2 separate regions of the Gossypium hirsutum genome follow, and region 1 is linked to region 2. Evidence: chromatin contacts called from public Hi-C data. All regions are on one chromosome and are shown on one strand. Each heading gives the region's core, a stretch centred on a gene start, on an enhancer-like site or on the middle of the called end of the contact. The rest is flanking DNA. Distances are from core to core; before and after follow the strand shown.

What was found. A called contact is a pair of places that touch in the nucleus more often than the background predicts.
Region 1: a Hi-C map of leaf shows a contact between it and region 2, with 1.7 times the contacts expected there. The contact joins the promoter of LOC107955708 here to the promoter of LOC107955713 in region 2. A contact is called at or near these places in 3 of 34 Hi-C or Micro-C datasets (anther and leaf).

The regions. Positions count from the first base shown.
Region 1 is chrA05:47,926,348-47,929,266 of Gossypium_hirsutum_v2.1, reverse strand. LOC107955708 (E3 ubiquitin protein ligase RIE1) reads right to left here and starts at 1,628. Exons shown (of 5, transcript XM_016891506.2): 1 at 909-1,628; 2 at 652-771; 3 at 395-527; 4 at 145-303. The coding sequence starts at 1,414.
Region 2 is chrA05:47,746,813-47,749,896 of Gossypium_hirsutum_v2.1, reverse strand. LOC107955713 (putative Myb family transcription factor At1g14600) reads right to left here and starts at 1,467. Exons shown (of 7, transcript XM_016891513.2): 1 at 1,192-1,467; 2 at 817-1,055; 3 at 644-720; 4 at 503-539; 5 at 1-108. The coding sequence starts at 946.

The DNA.
Region 1 (2,919 bases), core at 379-2,878, 180 kb before region 2:
TAGCTTTTTAAGTATTTGAAGGATCTTTGAAAGCTCATATCTCCGTATCCATATGGATGCTTTAAGAAAATCGAAGAATTGAAACAACATAGATTTCAAACTAATACCAGAACAATGCAAATCTATGATAAAGTTGTAACTTACAGCATCCTCTGGTAAGAGTAAGTGCTCATTTGCCAAATATCCACCGCTCATTTCTACAGGAACCATTTTCCCTCCCCCCACACATGGCTTTTCGCCGTTATTTACAATCTGAAATCGATATTTCATCAGGACACTCAGATCTGCTTCCACTGCACCTTCCTAATCAATAGCACAAGAAATAAAATCTATGATTTAGCTATTAACGATTTATTCAATGTGTGTGTGTCTGTGTGAGTGCGTTTTTAAGTACCTGTTTGGCAACAGCATAAAGAATTGCGACGATGCAGGGTAAGCAGCAGCAGAGAGCGATCCCGATCAAACATGCTAAAACAACACAAATGACTGCAAAGAACACATCGAATGCCAGAAAAACCACAACCAACCTGCACATATATCACACAATTAAATATCCTAAAGTCTTTCTCTCCAATTCTTCATTTCTCTCAAAGTACCAAATACGGAGAAATAAATTGCTTAGTGGAAGAACAGGCTGGTAAAAAGACATACCAGTATAAACGTGGAGCATTTTGCAGAAGGATATCACCACCAGAAACAACCCAATAGAAGCCTACTATACACCAAAGAAACGATACCATTGTGTTCAAGGATTCACATCGTTTAGCTACACTGTCAATTCATTAGCAAATCCGTGTGAGAATAATATAGTTTAATCACCCTAAATTTCAATTTCTAGACATAAGATAGCTCCAATGTAAAGAAAATGCAACGCTTTCATGAAAATAAATTTAAAAAAAAAAACTGACCTAGATTGATTTGAACCAAAAAGACTCATTTCAATTCCGTCTTCTTCATCTTCACTATCATTAACATGTTCGGCAGCAGCGTCTCCTCTCTCCTCATCGACGGCAGATGTTGCTCTTGTGTTGCTCCACCTATACTCCCACCACACAAAAACAACATGCAGCATGCACAGCAAAGCGTAGCAGCAAACCCACAGCCTAATAGGAGTATTCGGTTTCTCATTCATCGTAGACGGTAACATCACCACCGACAACGCCACGAACGCCGCGTTCCACATCATGTCCAGCGCCACGACCGACTTCGAGTACTCGCAGTCCACTCTCTGCTCCTCCTGCTCACGAGCCGCCGTCTCCCTCGCGAGCACCGGCCCTCCACGCCGCCGACCCGGCATTGCAAGCTGAGCGGTGGAAGCAGGATCCGAGTGGCGGGGGCTTAGGAGTGGAGCGTGAGGATCAGACGGGGCGGCGGCGGGAGTTGCTGGTGTTTCCGTTGAGTACGTGGAAGACATGTGGGAATTTGATTTCGAGGATTCTAAATTCTGCCGGGGTTGAAAGAAGGGGAAAGTAATGGAAAATCATTTATAGAAATGGAAAGGGAATGTTTGAATGAAAGAGGTGACTGCTTAGAAAGAGATTCTGTTTGGTTTGGTTTTCGATGGTTGAAACTTGAAAGAGGGTATTACTGTCAGTTCGGTTTCTGTTCTTTTTGGTATTCTTTTCTAATCCCAATTGTTTTTAATACAAATTTTTTTATAACCGTATAACCATTTTGGATTGCAATCACAATATTACAATCCTTCAGCTGTAACAGTAAATTAGATTCAATGTTCAAAAAGTTTGTTTGGATAAGTACCGCGAATTCAGCTGTCTGAACTAATTCCTTTTTTTTTTTTTTTTTTTCTAAAAGATCAATTTTGAATCTCGTGCTTGAATTTAAATTCAATTATTTTATCCTTAACACAAATTTAAAACTATCCATATTATATCATTATTAAAATTATTTAATTTAACTCTTAAATGATATATCAAATCTTATATGGTATAATTTAAAATAAAAACTTTAGATCAAAATAAAATGTTACTTCGTGACTTTTAACAATAAAAAACTAAAACTAAAAATAAAAAGAGAGACATATAGAGCAATATAGCTTTTGTAGGAATTATGAAAATCTCAAGACCTTGATTTTTACAATATTCAATTTTCTTTGAACTTTTCATTTTAAATTATTCTGTGTAAGATTTGACATCTTATTTAACTTAAATTAATTATTTTGGTAATTGAAGGTCTTTATTGATATTATCTCGATAGTTTAGTGATATAATTAGAATATTCTAGAATTTGGAGATCAATTTAGAATGAAGGTTATAGTTTACGGATGTATGGTACAATTAACTCATATAACATATATATAAATTAATATGAGAGCAACTTTGGTAAAAGTAATATAGAGGACATTGTTTTAGGAGTTGGGTTTAATTTTGTCTCTTCTACTGAAAAAATGAGTAAATTAATCCTTAGATCAAAGAGCAAATTGGTTATTTTGTTAAAATTTTTATCTATTTCCATTGTTAAAATTTAGTTTCTATGGTCAACATGATGGCACACCGTATATAAATGTTTAGTTATTCTGTCAATTATGTCAATTTTTAACTATAAAAATGAATAAAATTTTAATAGAAATAACTATTTTATTCTCTAATCTAATATATAGAGACTAATTTACATATTTTTTAATAAAAAGAATAAAAACAATTTAGTATAAATATCCATCATTCATTTAGCAAACAATTTTAAAAAAGATATTGCAGCTGACCTACTAAAGTGTAGACAAAAAATGACTAAATCTTTTAGACCACAATCTAATCAATACTTCTAATATTATACAGGATGATCTAAATATGTAATTTTGAAAAAAAAAGAAAATATCTAAATATGTAATAAGATAGCCTCCCATCACTTAATATATATACAATTTTTTAAATGTATTTTAAAATTTTGGACGTGTTTGAATTT
Region 2 (3,084 bases), core at 218-2,717:
GATTATTGTAGATCAAATGAGAACATGATTCTTCAATGGGTACAACACATCCATCAAAGCCATGGTTATCATCAAAAGATTGTCTTCTTTCATGGGTTGAGCTCGTAACTGTCATTGCAAAAAAGAGAAAAAAAGAGCCAAAAAATCAAACACAAAAAAGTCAACAAAAACTTTGTTAGGTAGAGGAGACCAATTTTTCTAATGTAAATGAAAGAAAAAATGAGTTTATGATAATATGCATGCATATATCTTGGGATTTTCGTCGTTTGGTTTGATTCGGACAAGTGAGTCATGGGTTTTCATCAAAGATGCCAAATGTAGAAGATTTGCAATTAAACAAGTTATTAATAATAAATGAAGAAACTCTGAGAGAGAGAAGATAATAAATGAAGTTAAACACATGGTTTTTAACTCCAAAATACAAAATATTCCGGCAAAATATCATAGAAATTCTGGGTTTAATTTAAAGGAAAAAAAAAAAGAAGCATTTAAAAGGAGATACCCTGTCTGCCATAATCACTTCTCATGCTTCGATACATCTGGTTAGAAAGGAAAGAAAAAACAAACCATATGAACAACAAAGATCAAAGGACAAACAATTTCAAAGAAACAAATTAGGAGTTGAAAAGCTAAGGAAATAGACCTGAAGATGGCTCTTGACATGTGAAATGGTGAGTCCTTTCACATCCATCAACTGAAGAACAAGCTTTGGCGTAGCTTCTACCATGAATGAAATAAAAAAACCCATTGTTAAATAGCATTTTCGTCTCTCTCATAATCTTAAAAGTAATATTAAAAAAAAGAGGAATAACTTACTGTGTTGGCCACCAAGTCTGTCAATGGCATGAAGAAAACAGTGATGAAGTTGAGGAGTCCATCTTAAACGAGGCACCTTTGATCTTATATATTGCCTCACTGCACCATTATGCCTCCCACAACGACCCATCAATCTTTTAAAACAGTCCAATTCCCTTAACACGATCGATCAATCTTATCTGGTTTTCTATCTGCTGTTTCTTAGCAACTAGTTCTTTCAGTCTTGTTGAAGTTTTTGTCTAGGTTACAAAGCAAAATCAATGGTCAATGGCCAAAAGAGAAGAAGAAGAAATTTACAAGAAGAGTAAAAGAGGAAAGATCACGAGAAAAGGAAAAGATGAAGCTGAAAATTCCCTACTAATCCCTGCAACTTACTGCAGATTATAAACTCTGAACATTTTTACTGCTGATAAAAATCAAAACCCAAATTTGTTTTTAAAACAAAAATTAAGAAAAGAATGAAAATTCCATCACGAGATTTCTGATCTGCCCTTCCCTTAAACCATTACCCCCTCTCTCTCTTCAACTGTCTTACTTTGACCTTTGCTCACTTTCTCTGAATATCCAGAGAATTATCAGCTATGTTTTCTCATACAAATATATTAATCTATGTACGGCCAGGCCAACGTCGTCATGATCACAAAAAGCCCCATAAATATATAATATCATGTGATGTGAGTTTATGTGATTTTATATATTTTTTAATCTATTAAATAATATATTTTAAATTTTAAAAATATATTTGTGCTAATTAAATATGGGTTATTTTAATTTATATTAAAATTGAATTGATATTGAAAAAATAATTGAGAGAATAAAATATCACTTTAAAAATAATAAAAATAATAAATTGAATTAATACATAAAATTATTAAAATAATATATAAATTGGAAACTATATAAGAACCAAAATATTTACACAAAATCAATGATCATATTTAGTAATAACTATTAAAATGAATTGTTGACTTTTAATTTTCTTTTCAAAACAAATTCACAAAACTTATTTTTCATTTGAAATAAACTAGACCTAATCATAAGTCGAGTTTGGGTTTAAGCAATAAAATTTTAGGCTCATTTTCTAGGTTCAGGCCCATCTCAAAAAAATAGGTCTGATTTTTTTCCAAACCCGGCTCAGATATAAATGCTAAACCTGAGCTTGGTCTAGTCTACTCGTATTGAAAACTTTTTATATTATTTTTATATAAAAATAAATTTTTTAAAAAATATAATACATCAAATACATTAAAAACATTAAAATAAATATGTTTCCCAACAAATTGAAAATATATTTAAAAAAAGTCTTTATATTTAAATAAAGCTAAGATAGTTACAACCTTACAAAGAAATGGCTCGAAAATAATAGAAAATTTAATCATAAAAGAAGAATTATACAATTTTCAAACAACAACAATAAAATGTAGTAATATAATAGGAGAATGGCAGCAAAATAACATCAAAATGGTAGCAAACAACAACAAAATAGTAACAAATAATAGCAAAACAAAAGTGAAAAATATTTTAGGCAAATTTAGGTGGGCCCGGGACAACAAAACTTACCCGAGGTCCAACTCATTTCCTAAATGGGCCTTATTTTTTGTCCAAGTCCACTTTTCGGGCAAGCTTTCGGGCCTAGGCGGGTAGCCCGACCCGTGATCAAGTCTAGACCAAACAAATATATTCTATCTCTCTCCGATGCCATTGTTATTCGAATATGGTTTCATATTGCCTCTTCGAAAAACCATTACTTTATTCGAAAAACCATTACTTTAACCATTCTTTTCAATATAATTCTAATTTATTATTGCTAACAACCTCTATTTTTTACTAATATTTTTTCTTAGATGTTATTTGATTGAATATACTTAACTACGAATGTTATTTGTAAAGCTAAAATTAAATTTTAATTGGCATATAACTCTAATACTATTTAACTGATATTTAAGATGCTTAAGGTTCTACTCAATTAATAACTCTATTTTGCATAAATAAAATTAGCACAATTTTAAAAAAAATAAAAAAAGTCAGTTTTATAATAATTTCAAAATTAAATTATAATTATTTTAACTAATAACTATAAATTAATTTATAGTTATAATTATCAAAATAATTTCATATATTTTATACTTAGAGTTCTATTCCTAATAATTCTATTTTAGAATTAGCAAAACTTTATTTACATAAAAAAAATTAACTAATATTTTCAAAATTAAATAGTATAATTATTTTTAAATATCAATTTAATAATATGATAGAAAATAAAATGTA